Linked DNA regions of Rattus norvegicus: region 2 is linked to region 1. Evidence: chromatin contacts called from public Hi-C data. All regions are on one chromosome and are shown on one strand. The core of a region is the stretch at or near the end of the contact, and the rest is flanking DNA. Distances in the headings are between cores, read along the strand shown.

Region 1 (7,518 bases), core at 2,622-5,121:
TATATATTTAAGAAATACTTTATACTAAAAGACTTAAGATTGGGCATTAGAGACTGAAAGAAAAAGACTGTATTATATATGCTGGAATGGGCATGGATTTCTGAATAGTGTTGCTCACACTTGGTAATCTTTAGTTTTTTTTATTATTTGTCCCTTGCCCTAATATATTTGACAATGTAGTCTTGAAGGCTAGCTGGCTGAAATTCTTGTTAAAGTATCTGCAACATACAACATTGACTGAATTTGACTTTTTTTTTAAACGATGCATCATGCAATGTCCTTGATCTGCCTAGGCAGATACAGTTTATTTCTCTCAGTTTTGAAAGGTGAGAAATCCAAGATGAAGGTGCTGCCAGGTTTGATGTCTGGTGAGACTTAGGTTTTATATTCCAAGATGGTGCCTTGAACACCCCATCTGGAAAGGCATACACTCATAAGCACAGAGGTTGTTTCTTTCAAACCACTTGTTTTAAACTACTGAATAACTTGTTATGCCAGACTTGATGGTAGCTTTGGACTGGACTAGTCTTTCATGGTTGTCCTGAATTGGGAAAAGGGAAGCTCTGTATATCCTAAGTCCTGTAGTCCTCAGACATATGTTGCCCTTGCAAAGATGGCATGGCCTGGGGAAAGCTGAGTTCAGTTTTGAAGATCGATGCATTGGAGAGCTGCTAAGGCTCTATTGCCAGAAGCTCAGGAAAACAGTCCTTCGGTCCCTAAGATGGACCAAGGGTGAGAACCCAGTTAGAGAGGCCCAGGGACTGTAGCTCTTATCCCAGAATCGCCAGGAGGTTAGTAACTGGACATTATTGTAATGGTCAATATTGGAAACTTGACTGGATTCCAGAGTTATCTTGGAGATGAATCTCTGTGCAAGTCTGAGGAATTTTCTAGACTGAGGTGAGACTACCCTTAAGTGTGGGTGGCACAGTACACAGGCTGGAGTTCTGGGGTGCGCAAAAAAGCAGCCAGCCAAGTACCAGCATTCATCTTCCTCAGGCTCTGGCTGCCATGACTCCCAGACCATGATGGGCTGTACCCTCAAACCCTGAGCCATAATAAACCCTTCTCACCCTGAGGTGCTTCTTGTCATTCATTTCATAACTGTGACAAAAGAAACTGAAGGCTAAAGAGATGGGTCAGTGTTTAAAAGCACTGGCAGTTTTTGTCGAGGACCCCAGTTTGATTCACAGCACCCATACAGCTGCTCAGAACTGTCTGAACTCTAGATCCAGATCTGAGGTCCTCTTATGGCCTCCATGAGCACCACACACACAGGTGGTACACAAGTACACATGTGGGCAGAACATTCATGACATAAAAAGTTTAAGAGAAGTTGGGGATTTAGCTCAGTGGTAGAGCGCTTGCTTAGCAAGCACAAGGCCCTGGGTTCGGTCCCCAGCTCCGGAAAAAAAAAAAAGACAAAAAAAAAGTTTAAGAGACTAATATACATATTGTAGTCCATCTTTCAGTGAAAGAAAGATGCCCATTTGAGGGGTTGTTTTCTAGCACTTAATAAAAAGACATCTAGATCTGCTTCCACCAATATTTCTGAATTCTCCCTCTTCGTGGTCTACACAAGATGGCCCAGTAAGGAATACAGGAGACTGGGGCTTTGTGGTCTAGTGGTGGAAAGTGACCCAGTATGGGAGGATGATCTTCCATAGGTATATGGAGAGTCTGTTACATCACCATGCTGGTTCATTCTTGTGTTTCTAGAGAGAATATCATCAAATAGGGATGGCACCGTAGACTGGTCACAAGAACAGACACATACAATCAGGGTGTACATGTGGAGGTCAGAGGATAACTTGTGGGAGTTGCTTCTCTTTCACCAGAGATGGGACACAGGTTGTCATCCAGTGTGGTGGCAAGTACCTTTAGTCACTGAACTATGTCACTAGCTCAAGAGAACCCCATGGAAGATAAGTTGTCCTTAACCATCTTGTGAGAACAGCATTTTCTGGGTACATTTCCTGGGTTCTAGCAATAGGGTGATACAAACAGACAAGTTGGGAACTATCTCCCATTCAACTGTCTGGGGAGAAGGGTCTACCAGCCTTCCCCTGTTATCCATGAACGTTTTCCGACACTGCAGTTGTGCAGAAGAGCAGGGGTCAACTCCGAGGACGGCAGCTGTCGTCTGTTAAGATGCTTGCATTGCTTCCTCCTATTTCCACACTAGAACCACAACTTTCATTTCCCATAAAAGACCTCGGGTCCCACTTGTGCCACAAGACTGTCACTTTGGCAGTCTGATATTCAGTAGCTTAAAGTGACAAAATCTAACTATTTAACATGAGATGAAAAGAGCAGTGTTTGGGGAAAGTGGACTTCTGATTTCTGTAAGGAAGACTTTGCACGGGGTTGATCAATAAACACTGGTAACTCCTGGAAGGGGTGCTCTTCACAGTAGACCATGCTTCCTTAACCATGTGTGCAAATTTCAAAGAGGAAATCAGGCACACCTGCCCTGGAGGAACAGGAACCTGCAAAAGCCTTATATGGAAAGAAAGGCTTTTTTTCTTTCCTGCACTGAATTTTTGTTTATCCACCAACTAAAAATGGTGGTTGAGTCTGGGAGAACAGGATATACTTGAATATCTATCTAGGCTGTGTCCCACATGACTTTATAGGAAAGTTTTCAAGACATACGGGAAAGTCCTATGGGTAGAGACAAGAGCTGAAAATGGAGCCCTGAATATTGACAAACATTTTAACCTTCAAAAGCAACTGCAGACATTGTAGATCATTTTCGGTCCCAAAAGACCTCGAGTCATTGGTGAAACCACTTTTGTTAGCATTTTGTCTAAGCTCCGCCCTTAGACAACTTTACAGAGATATTAGTTATTCTAAAAGTGATACATATAGGGGTTGGGGATTTAGCTCAGTGGTAGAGCGCTTGCCTAGCAAGCGCAAGGCCCTGGTTCGGTCCCCAGCTCCGAAAAAAAGAAAAGAAAAAGTGATACATACTGAAGAAAATAAAAATCAAGAAATTCAAATACCATTTCTTCATATCATTTTACGTAACAAAACACCAAAATTTGGCCTGCTCACTGGAAGAGTGAGTTTACATATTTACGAGATTGTAATTCAGTAACTAGCATGCTGGCTAACCGCAATATCGCCCCTAAAGTTCAGTGGCCACAGCGACAGGCTGCTGGAGATAGAGATACGCAGGTTCGTTTCAGTTCCGAATCCTGCCTTCCTGCTCGCGCAGCCGCCGTGGTGCCGCACTGAACACCGAGCGGGATTCCAGGCTAGGCGCCTGGAGAATACCCAGAAACCCTCGCGGCTGCGAAGCCGCGAGCAGCCGCAGAGCGAGGTCACCCCGCGCTTCCTGAAACCTTGGCCTGGCGCCGTGGGCGTGGCTTGAGGGCGTAGCCGCTGCCCTCCGCCAATCAGCAGCCGGCAGGTCGTTAGCGCGGGGCCACGCCCCTGCGGTTGGCCTGGACTCTACGGCCCGGAGGACTCGGGCGATGGGGCTTCAGAACATCAGGAAGCAGACGCCGCTACAGGGATGGAGGAAGCGGATGACAGGAGGGGGGCACGTTCTTGCTATCACTTCCGGAAACCCCTTTCGCGCCGCACAGCCAGACGGGAAGGCAACCTCCTGTAAAAAAAAAACGCTGAGAAGCGGCCTCGCCCCCACCGCGGGGCACGCCGGGAGAACAGAGAGCTCCCTTCAGCATTCCGGAAGTGTGTTTGGGGGTTTCGTGTCCTCTCCGTGCTAAGTCCCGCCCTGTGCCGGAAGAAGGGAGGTGTGAGGAGTGGCACGAACGCCGGTCACGTGCCAACACTGCGGAAGGAGCCGGAGGGGTGGGTTGGTAGGGGGCGGGGCGACCGGGTCACGAGTGGCCGGAAGTTGCGGCCTTTGTGGATAATCCGAGATGGGGACTACTCTGGACATCAAGATTAAAAGAGCGAATAAAGTGTATCACGCCGGGGTAAGTGGAGGGGTGTCGGGCTTCAAGCTCCGCGGTTTCCAGCACGGCGCATGCGGGCCCGACGCTGGATGGGCGTGCCCTGCGTTCCTGTCCTGTGTAGTAGGGCTTGGGGCGCGTCGGCAAGCGGGCGGTGGGGCCCGAGCTGTCGCTCTCGGGGTGAAGAGCAGGTGACAAACGCCCCTTTCTGCAGAAGAGCTTTCAAAATGGACACGTGTGCTCCAGGCAGTGGTCACTCCTAATGCAAAGTTTTCTTCTAAGCCTTGCACCGCGGCAGGATCCATTACCCTAGTTGTAGAATACGATCGCCCTGGCTCTAACCCGGAGACACCAGCGATTTTAACGCACAGCTGCTGTGGAATCACAGTCAGGTTCTGCACACGGTTCAGGGGATACAAATGCAGTGTGGGGTTGAAAAGGAAATCATCCCAGGTGAACATCGCAAATGGATGCTAAAAACTAGAAACCTGATATTTAATAAAGATTCCAGTGATCCACCCCACTTCCATCCTCACAACAGAAGAGAAGCAACATTCGTGATTTGTCTAGCAGTCACCATTCAAAGACCCCTCCCCCCCAAAATAACCCAAACACCAAGTTGCCATCACCCTTTATAAAAGGGACTCCATGGCAAGATGCGCTGAGAAAGAGGAGGCTTACTTACGCTAGACCACTGCGAAATATTTAGTTCTTAAAGGAAACGATCTGCCTTACCTCAGTTGAGGGACACTGCTGTAAGAATCTGATAATGCTCTTCGGAGGATCCACCTTGGGTTCCCAGCAACCATGTCAGGCCACTCACAACCACCTGTAACTCCAGTCTCATGCCTCTGGTCTCCAATTGGACCTGCACCAAAGACACAGTGTATAACATAATCTGAAATAAATCGTTTTAAATGGAAATCAGTAAAACTGTTAAAGATGAAAAGACACTAAAGGCAAGGACTGGAATGCAGTGCACAACTTTTATCAAACAATACTTTTGTGTCAGTGTTGAATTTTGCAGGCGTGTCTTAGTCACAGGGGAACCCCTTTCATATGCTGAACTTAGCCATAGTAACCTCAGAAAGTTTAACCATAAAGTATGGGCGTGCATACATTTCTGCCTGTGTATATAGAACAAGAGTAAATGTAGCAAAACCTTAACAGTTCTGGGTCCAGTTGAAAACCATGTGACTATTTTTTCTTGGTTAATAGCTTTGTGGAGATATAATTTTTATATATATACATATATATGCATATATATGTATATGCATATATATGTATATATATATATATATATACACACACACACACACACACACACACAGATATTAGAGATATAATTTGGATAAGGCAAAAACCAGCCCTTTATAGCATCCAGTCCAGTGGTTTTAGTGTATTTATAGTGCTGTGCATCCATCTGCACTAAGTTCAGAACTTTTCACCAATTCCAAAGGAAACCGTATACTTGAGAGCTGTTACTCCTCCTTGCTTGCCCCCAGCCCCAGGCAATCACACATCTGCCAGGGCTCTGCCTGTTGTAGGCATTTCACAGGAAAAGAGTCCTCCAGTCTGTGGCCTTTCTGACAGCTTCTTTGACAGCACATTTTCAGCATCCAGGAGTGTTGGAGCACAGCTTGTTTCTATGGCCGAGTAGCAACCCCGATGTATCAATAGGCCACACCCTGTTCTTGCCCCTGTTGGAGGACAGGTGAAGGGAATGATGGCCTGAGGCTGGATGGGGCTAGATGGGGCTGTCTGTGGAGTGGGAAGTGGAAAGGTACCTTTCTCCAGGAAGGGCCATCCCTGCTCAGGGACCAGGAGGGTTAGAAAAGGAGTCACCAGTGGGACAGTCTTCTGTGCAGGTTTACAGTGGAGAGGTTTCTGTGCGCTGACTTATTTTCTTCCCTAAGCATCTCTTCTGTTTCCCTTGGGCTTAATCCTTTAAAATTGTGGGTTGGCTGTTGAGCTTTTTTTTTTCTTTTTTTTTTTTTTTTCTTTTTTTCGGAGGTGGGGACCGAACCCAGGGCCTTGCACTTGCTAGGCAAGCATTCTACCACTGAGCCAAATCCCCAACCCCTGCTGTTGTGCTTACTAAGTGTCAGCCTCCTCTCTAAAATCCAGACATCCCCAGTAAATTTTGTTTTTAGTTGCAACAAGTTTGGGGAGTTTTTTAAGTAGTGATTTACTCCAAAGCAAACCCATGTCACTCACCCCAGGCCCTGCTGGAAAGGTCCGGGAACCAGGATCGGAAAACAGTGGCCCTGGGAGGATCGGGACCACCCACCTAAACTCTTGACCAGACTCTAGTACCCTAGGAGCCTGATGAGACTCTGTGCTTTAGTCATTCCTGTGGACTCCAGCAGTCCTTGGTGTCCCAGATTGATTTCAGCAGGATTGGCTAATAAAATTTGTACACTGAACAAGTTACATGTCTTCTGACTTCCCTCAGTATTTTCATTTTAGGGGGTGAGTTTGGGGGCTTTTGTTTTTAGATATTTTAGATATAGATATTTGTTTTTAGATATTGTCTCTCTATATAGCATCTCTCTATGTAGCTCTGGCTGCCCTGCAATTCACAATAAAAACCAGGCTGACCTCAAACCTCCAGAGATCTACCTGCCTATACTGAGTGCTGGGACCATTATGATTTAAAAAAAAAAAAACAAACCACAGGTTACTTAGAAATGTCTAATTGTTCCCCTAATATATTAATTTCTAATTTTAATATTTTAAATTTTAGGAAAATTTATGGGCAGAATTACAATAAGAATGAGATTTAAATGGCATCAGAAATAATAGAAAGACAATAAAATGGGAACATTTATGATTTAGTCATAGCTGATAGCTATAAACAATACTGTATATTTTATATGACTGTAATAGTCCTATTGTCATAAGTGAACATTAAATATTTTTAAAACTATTGATATGCACATGTACATGTGGCAGTCAGAGAACATTGTGCAGGAGGGTGCCTCTTCTGCTGTGTGGGTCCCAGGAATGGAGCCTGGGCTGAGTCAGCAGCCCCTCCTGTGCACTTAGTTATAACAGTGTATCCAGTAGCTGCTACTTCATAGATGCTCAAAAACTGTAAGTGTCCTGTAAAAACAGACATTAATTTGACAGGGGGAACATGTAGGTACAGTCTGGAATTCATATGTATGAACAATATTCTTGATACTAGTCATTCTTAAGAGGATGACAAATAAATATGGGGATAGAGATTTTAGGGCTCCTGTAAATAAGGTTTTCTCTGTAATTCACGAACAGAGACTACTAGAAAAACTTGCCAATTTCATGGAGCCTTCATCCCAGGACATGTGGCCTGTGCAGCAGTGTTCCCAGGCTACCGTCTCCCTAAAAGTCTTCCTATTAGGTTGAAAATTTGACTTCTAGTTCCATATTTCCAGCACCATTTTAATTCCCTTTGGGAATATATAACTAGTACTGTATCATAATAACATGTGGGAGTGTCCTCCCTTCTCACATATGCTGTTATCTTTACAACTACAAGAGGGGACGCTGAGAGAAGACAGAGCTTAGGGAAGTCAATGATGTGGCAAGACACAGATAGAGAATATTTGAACTT
Region 2 (7,518 bases), core at 3,424-5,923, 180 kb before region 1:
AGATCTCTATGCACAAAAACCACATTCTGGTTTGACACATGTCCATTAGCAAGAACGGTTAGCAATAAGCAGAGCTTCAGAAGCCAAGAAAGCAAGGTAGGTATATTTAGGGAACTCTCTAGAACTGTGGCCTATGATGGATTGGGTCTTTGTTGTGGCAGGCGCTGGGGTCTCCATGCCGGACTCCTAGGTTATGATGGCTCTGATGTGGCCGAGGTTGTGCTAAGGTCTGGGGCATGTTTCGGAGTCTGTCGGGCTCTGACATCACTCCATCTGGAATCTGTTCTTAGCCTTTACCTGGGTTACTTTCTTATTTCAAAGCTTTTCCTGGAAGTCATCTCATTGTGTTCTTCTATACATGTTACATTTGTGTGCAGAGGATCCGGTTCAATCAGGCTATATCCAGGTGGGAACTACCTTGAGGTTCACTGTCCTGTGGGCGCCAGAGTTGCTCACTGGCACTGGTAGAAATAGCCAGGTCTCTCTGCTTTCCCAACCACCTTTGCAACGCTTCCCAACACAGGAGCCAGCAGGATCTATTTCTGAGTCCCGATTCCATGCAATGACATGTTGCCTCACTCTCTACAGACATGCGCCATCTCAGTTACTCTGTCTGTGTTTACAGAAAAATTCAGAATTGGATAGTGTCACTGTGCCAACTTTGTTCTTTCAAAATAGTTTTGAATATTCTTAAAACATCTCTCAAATTTGCATTTCTATAAAAAACAAAACCCTTGCCATCACCTTGACAGACTTGACAGAAAAGCTGCCTGGAATTTTGATTGGGATAGTGGTGACTCTTCAGATCAATTTGGAGAAAAAAAACTTGATGACCATTTCAAGCAACACCACTCTATTTGGCCAACCTTTAATTCCATTTGTTTTTGTTTATACTGTTCATGTGTGCGTACACACAAATGCCCCATGTGGAGGTCAGAGGAGCAGTTGCTCTATTAGAGAAGAGAGAGAGAGAAGTGGAGAGCTATAGTTTAAAAAAAAAATCTATTAAAAAGTTGTACCTCACTGGTAAAGCCAGGAATGAATGGGCACGAAATGACCAAGCCTGGCGCTTGTGGGTTTTGACATTACTAAACTGGTAAGTTTACTCTAGCAATAGCACTGGTGTGTGTGTGTGTGTGTGTGTGTGTGTGTGTGTGTGTGTGTGTGTGTGTGTGTGTATGTATGCTGCTAGCCATCTCTCCAGTCCCATATTGAAATACTCTAGAAAAGACAGTATGTTTGTAGACACACATTATCTATCTATACACACACACTCATGGATAAAAAGAAGTGTTTAAGTGCAAACAATTCATAGATGTCTGAAAATTATATGAGTACTTACACGACCACAGTGGGACAAAGGTCTGTTTTAGCAAGAGAAAGACGTCAACAATCATGATGGAAAGAATTGCCATCTAGTTGTGTAGATGTGTAGAATACCTATAGATCAAAGACACTGTGGAGAGCCTGGAACATGGCTCGGGTCCCCAGCACTGCATCAATGAGGGACAGTGGCTCGTGCCTATAAGCCCAGTACTACATCAATGAGGGATGGTGACTTGTGCCTATAAGCCCAGTACTACATCAATGAGGGATGATGGCTTGTGCCTATAAGCTCATAACTGGGAAGGAAGAAGCAGGAAGGTCTGTAATTCAGGGTCCTCCACTACACAGTGAGTTCAGTGAGCCTGGGGCACATGTGCTAGAGAGACAATGCCTATAAAACCCCCAGTGATGCGCTTGCCCTAGCTAGGCTGGATTAGAGCTTGGGAAGGGATGGACAGCTCTTCCCTCATTCCCAGGTTCTGAGAAACAGAGTTCCACAGCAATCATCAGTTATTGTTAACATGGAGGGAAGGGTGACTCAGAAGACAGAATGGTGACCTCTGCTCCTGCCATGATACAATCCTCTCCCACACTGAACAGGGCTGATGTGGGTTCCAACAGAGCCAACTGCAACGATGACAGGGTCATGAATACGTCACGAGAGTGTGGTAGCTTCCAGCATCAAACCCTTACATTACGACGTTGGGCCCCAAGTAGGCATTGTATCCCAGGTCAGAGACTCTGGAAAGCTGCCATCAGTGCCCTCCCTGGGGTACTGTCAGAGGTGGAATTGGAAAGATGGACTGCCTGGTGTCATGGCAGACCAGGACAGAAGCTCTGTCAGGAGAGTGCTTGCCCGTGCATGAAGCCTTGCATTTGATCCCTAGGAGGACATAAACCAGGTAAGGCAGCATAAGCCCCAGCACTCAGGAAGTGGAGGTACAAATATCAGAAGCTCAAAGTCACCCTTAGCTATATAGTATTCATTACAGAATTCAGAGTCAGTGTGGGCTACGTAATACTCTCAACATGACAAACAAAAACTGATCACACGGCGAGGGACAGAAGTTGCCAGAGAAGTGAGTGGCCAAGGCCATGGCTAGTGACCTGTGAGGAGTTATCTTAGATCAGCGGTTCTCAACCTTCCAAATACTGTGATCCTTTAATACAGCTCCTTATGTTGTGCTGACCCCCATCCATAAAATTATTTCACTGCTACTTCACAACTCTAATTTGCTACAGTTATGGATGGGAACATAAATGTCTGATGTGCAGGATTTCTAACATTTGACACCTGTGAAAGGGTCATTCGACCACAAAGGTTTTCAACCCACCTGTTGGGAAGTCTTAGACACTGGTGCTCAAGCCCAAGTCAAGTCTTCCCTGACAGGAGTGGCAACAACCCCAACCTGAGAGACTCCAGCCAGACCACCGCTTCCCACTGCTCCCGAATTCCTAACTCCAAAAATGTGATGTCAGAAATGTTTGGTGTTCAAAATACTAAGCCATAGGGTCACTTGTTCCACAGCAATTTCCTCAGAAGATCTCCCACACAAAGGTTATCCCTTACAGGGCTACTGCTTATTTCCCCATGGAGAGGGAGCCAACCAAAGTCAAAAGCCACAGGGTGCATCAAAAGCAGTTGCCTTGCCAGATATGGTGATATACACTTTTAATCCCAGCACAGGGAGCCCAGGCATGTGGATCTCTGCAAGTTTGAGGTCAGCCTGATGTACACAAGTTCCAGACCAGCCAGAGCTGTACGATGAGATCCTGTTTCAAAAGAATAAAATCAGGGCAAGTACCTCCTGTTCCACATCGCTTTTTGGTACTCTAGTGGAAAATGTGTAGCTGCAGTATGCATATGAGAAATCACTGGGGAAGGAGACAAAACTAATGGGAATTCTACAAAATAAAAGGCCAGGATTGGGAAAAGTAACAACAGAGGATCGACAGATTAAAGGAGAGGAGGAGATGGGAGAGCCTAATGCAACGTGGGAGCTCTCGGCATGCATACACTAGCTAGAGTGCTGCCTCGCTGCTGGTCTTGTTTAATTCCATGAACACGCTGGGACTCCACGGCACGTGCACACCACAGGAAACCAAGCAGGAGCGCATGGGAACCTCTCACAGTCTTTGCCACTTTGTTTAGTTAGGATATTTTTGTAATGAAAAATTAATATTCAGATATAGAAGTAGTGTGTTCTCATCAAAAACTCATCTAATTCACAATCAACCACTTTAAGGGGGAAAAAAAACTAAAAGAGGCACTTTGAACAGAAGGAAAGCAACCTCAGAGGAGAACCTACAAGGAAAGCCAGAACGAGTAGGAAGAGGGCAGAGCTGGCCAGATGGCTCAGAGGGTAAACCATCCCAGGAAGCTGAGGTCACAGGTTCAGTGCTCAGAATCCACTTCCGGCAGAAGCAGAGAACACACCCTCATTTGCATTGAAATAAATAAATAAATAAATAAATAAATAAATAAATAAATAAATAAAAACAGAGGCAGGAGGATTAAGAGTTCCTAGCTAGCCTGAACTACACAGCAACACTGGTCACAGAGAAAAAGGTTGAGGAAAAGGAGGAGGGAGAGGAAGGAGGGACAGAAAAGCAGATAGATATCTAGATGGATAGATAGAAACATATATACATACATGTATACATTTTCAGATAGCATACGCTGGAGCCAAGGGCTGGGATTACAGATATGTGCTACCACGCCCCACTAATCTTAAAGAGGCAGGTCCCACCTACAACTGGCAGAGCAGCGGAACGTAAAACATCGGAAATTAACCCCGCCAGCAACGGCTGTAAGCGGAGTGGGTCTGCAGTGCTGAGGCTGTGCTTATATCAAACGGTGGGAGTGCATAAATAACAATGCTCTCTGATGAAAAATGTCCCCTCGTGGTCACCATAGTAACTGCTAAAAGAAAAGCAGGGCGTTGTACAGTTTCTAAATTAATCGGGAAAATACCATAACTGGAAAACACCCAACAATCCATAAGCAGCACAGAAACTGGAGCACTCAGGAGGAAGCGGTCGGTGTCCTTCCAGGGTCAGGGGTCAGCGCTGACAGTACGTCTATGGACAGATCCTATTTTTGAAAAGGACTTTCAAGCAGCCACACAACACACGCACGCACACACACACACACGCGCGCGCACGCGTGCACGCGCACTAAGCATATGAATAGATATTCTGAAGAATGAGACACACAGGCTAGCAGCCAAGTGGTATGTGGAAAGAATACAGTACCAGCCAGGCATAGCAGCAGCCCACTTTAAACCCAGCACTGGGAAGCTGAGGCTGGGGGATCAGAGTTTGGATCAGCCCAGTTTACATTCTGTTTCATACAGAAAAAGAGAATACCACCTCCAATCACCAAATCAAAACTAAAATAGAGCGTAACATTAGCCCGATAGGTGCACTGACTGCCAATGAGACTGAAGGTAAGTACCCCGAAGGCTGTGAGAGGAGGGAACCCTGGAACCCAATGGTGGGGTGAACATCACAGCAGCTATACGAGAACAGCACAGCATCTTCAGAGAACTGCAGAGAGAATGACACACAAGCTACACATTCAGGACCAGGTACGTTTGTGAAGGAAATGAGGTGAACCTGTTAAAGACATAGCTTTGTTCATCAATCACATGGCAAAAGCTTTGATACGGAATCAACCTAATGTCTGCCAACATATGAGTGGATAAGGAAAGTGTGTGTGTGTGTGTGTGTGTGTGTGTCTGTGTGTGTGTCTGTGTGTGTGTGTGTGTCTGTCTGTCTGTCTGTCTGTCTGTCTTCCGGAATACTACTTTGCCATTAAAATAAAAAAAAAGTTCTTGTCATGTCTAGTAGAGCAGAGAAACATGGAAGACAATCACGCGAAGAGAAATAAGCCAACGACAGAAAGACAAGCACCACACATCACACGTGAGGTACACATCACACGTGAGGTACACATCACACGTGAGGTCTGCCGAGGCTGATCTTACAGAGAGTGAAGATGGGCATTGGGGGCTTCAGTGTTCAAGACTGGCCAAGGATACCCAGTCACTGTGACGTTAGGCTGAGAGACTGAGTCCAAGGTGTAACCCCCAGTACAGAGACTGTAGAAAACTGCCAGGCCATCGTGGTTTTGGAAAACGCGAGAAGTAATCGCTGTGCGCTCTTTCCACAGATCTGTAACTGAGTTGAATGTGTTGTTCACCGAGAGGTCACATGACTAGGCTCTACCCTCAAAGCAGTGGCTCTGTTTTGAGAACACCTATTGACCATGGGTGGCATGGCAACAGTTGTCCAAAGGGTCTCCTAGACCACTGGATGTTGCTTTGGTCTGTATCTCCCGAACCAGTAAGAACTACCCACTCTTGGGCTGGATAGATGGGTCAGCGCTAAGCACCCTGGCCACCAAGCTTAACAACCGGAGTTCGAGTCCCAGGATTCATGAGGTAGAAGAAACAGCTCTCAGAAACTATCGTCTGGCCTCGGTGTGCGTGGGTGCAGTTATCAATAGAATACCAGCTCTCCACTTAGTCTTGTGTGGCATCCAGTGGGTGACCCCGTAATCACAGGAAACTGAGTGAGAAGACCCCTTCACAGCTCACCCATGCCTTGTGTGTGTCCTAGCAGAGCTGTGACACGGGTGCAGAACACTGAGGTCGTCGTCTTGCCTGCCTCTGGTCACCCCTGCATACCTTAGATCCCCCTGCTTGTAGCTCATGAACACCACTGTGATGGTTCTGTACGAAGCAGGCTTGAGTGTTGAGGTTTGGTTGCCAAGGCAGTGGCATTCAGAGGCTTTAGCAAGGTGACTGGGTCCTGTGCCCTGCAGTGGATTAATGCCCAAACAAGTTTACCGCATGTTGCAGACTCGCCAGCCAATGTCACTGGACAGGGATGAGAGGAAAACCAGGAAGTGCTGGAGAAGAAAGCATTTTGTTTATATCTTATATCTTATATACCATTTTATTTTATGGGAATAACATCATTGACTAGGAAAACAAAACAAACACCCCCCCGCGCGCGCACACACACAGACACACAGACACACAGACACAGACACACACACACACACACACACACACACACACACACACACACCCAAAAGACTCAGTGGACAGATGATTGAAAACAAGGAGAGAACTTGGCAAGAAGCAGGATGAAAAGCCAATGGCTTTCAGGTGCCCATATCACAGCAAAACAGAAGGCAGTAGACATGAGGGGGATCCCCCTTACAGTACAAATAGAACCAAACCCCAGCGTCAACTTACCAGGTAAATCTAAACATGGACAATCCTAAACACTTCTGAGACACGGAAGTAAACTTAATAGATGCAAAGTCAGGAGGTGTCTTGTTAGGGTTTTACTGGTGTGAACAGACACCATGACCAAGGCAACTCTTTTAAAGACAATATTTAATTGGGGCTGGCTTACAGGTTCAGAGGTTCAGTCCATTATCATCAAGGCAGGAACATGGCAGCATCCAGGCAGGCATGGTGCAGGAGGAGCTAAAGTTCTACATCTTCATCTGAAGGCTTCTAACATAATACTGACTTCTAGGCAGCTAGGATGAGGGTCTTAAAGCCCACACCCACAGTGACACATGTACTACAAAAAGGCCACACCTACTCCAACAAGGCCACATCCACTCTAACAGCACCACACCTTCTAATGTGCCACACCCTGGGCTGAGCTTACACAAATCATCACAGGAGGGCAAGACCCATTATGGACTACCCTTCTGAAGTGATGTGATCATCAGTACTGAGACAGCCTGACAGCTACTATGACCAAGTCCATGCTCACAGTATACAGTAGGGTAAAGTGCAAAAGGATCAAAGGTTTAAATGTAAAACCTAAATCCTGGTAGAGAGCGCCAGTCTTCAGTTCCTTTCAGCTTGGTTCTGGCTCCCCAGCCTGAGGACATGGGGCTTCTCACAGGAGTTAGGGAAACGCACTCACGCTGCATCTTGTCCCGATTGCCCTTCTGTCTGGTTCCAGTGCCCATTTCTTTGCAGACTGCTACAGTCGAAGGCTTCAAGTCCTTAGACAAGTTCCGAATCTTGCATACTCCATCCAAGGAAGAGGTTCCCAGCTTGACCAACAAATCAACCAGAAACTTATTTGGCTGCTCCTTTTTCACCTAATTTTTTTGTTTTATTCATTTTACTTTGTGTGTTTTCCCTGCACGCACGT

What was found. A called contact is a pair of places that touch in the nucleus more often than the background predicts.
Region 2: a contact with region 1 is called in a Hi-C map of frontal cortex, with 2.4 times the contacts expected there. The contact joins the enhancer-like site here to the promoter of Vps26c in region 1. A contact is called at or near these places in 2 of 12 Hi-C or Micro-C datasets (frontal cortex and psoas muscle).

The regions. Positions count from the first base shown.
Region 1 is chr11:47,307,398-47,314,915 of GRCr8, reverse strand. It overlaps Vps26c (VPS26 endosomal protein sorting factor C), which reads left to right and starts at 3,871. Exons shown (of 8, transcript NM_001108316.2): 1 at 3,871-3,947. The coding sequence starts at 3,891. It also overlaps the pseudogene LOC134481060.
Region 2 is chr11:47,487,161-47,494,678 of GRCr8, reverse strand. No RefSeq gene overlaps it. Among named protein-coding and RNA genes, the nearest start is that of Dyrk1a, 110 kb to the right of the region's middle. Within about 2 kb of position 4,673, at least 7 of the 93 cell types and tissues checked have an H3K27ac peak or open chromatin away from gene starts, as enhancers often do.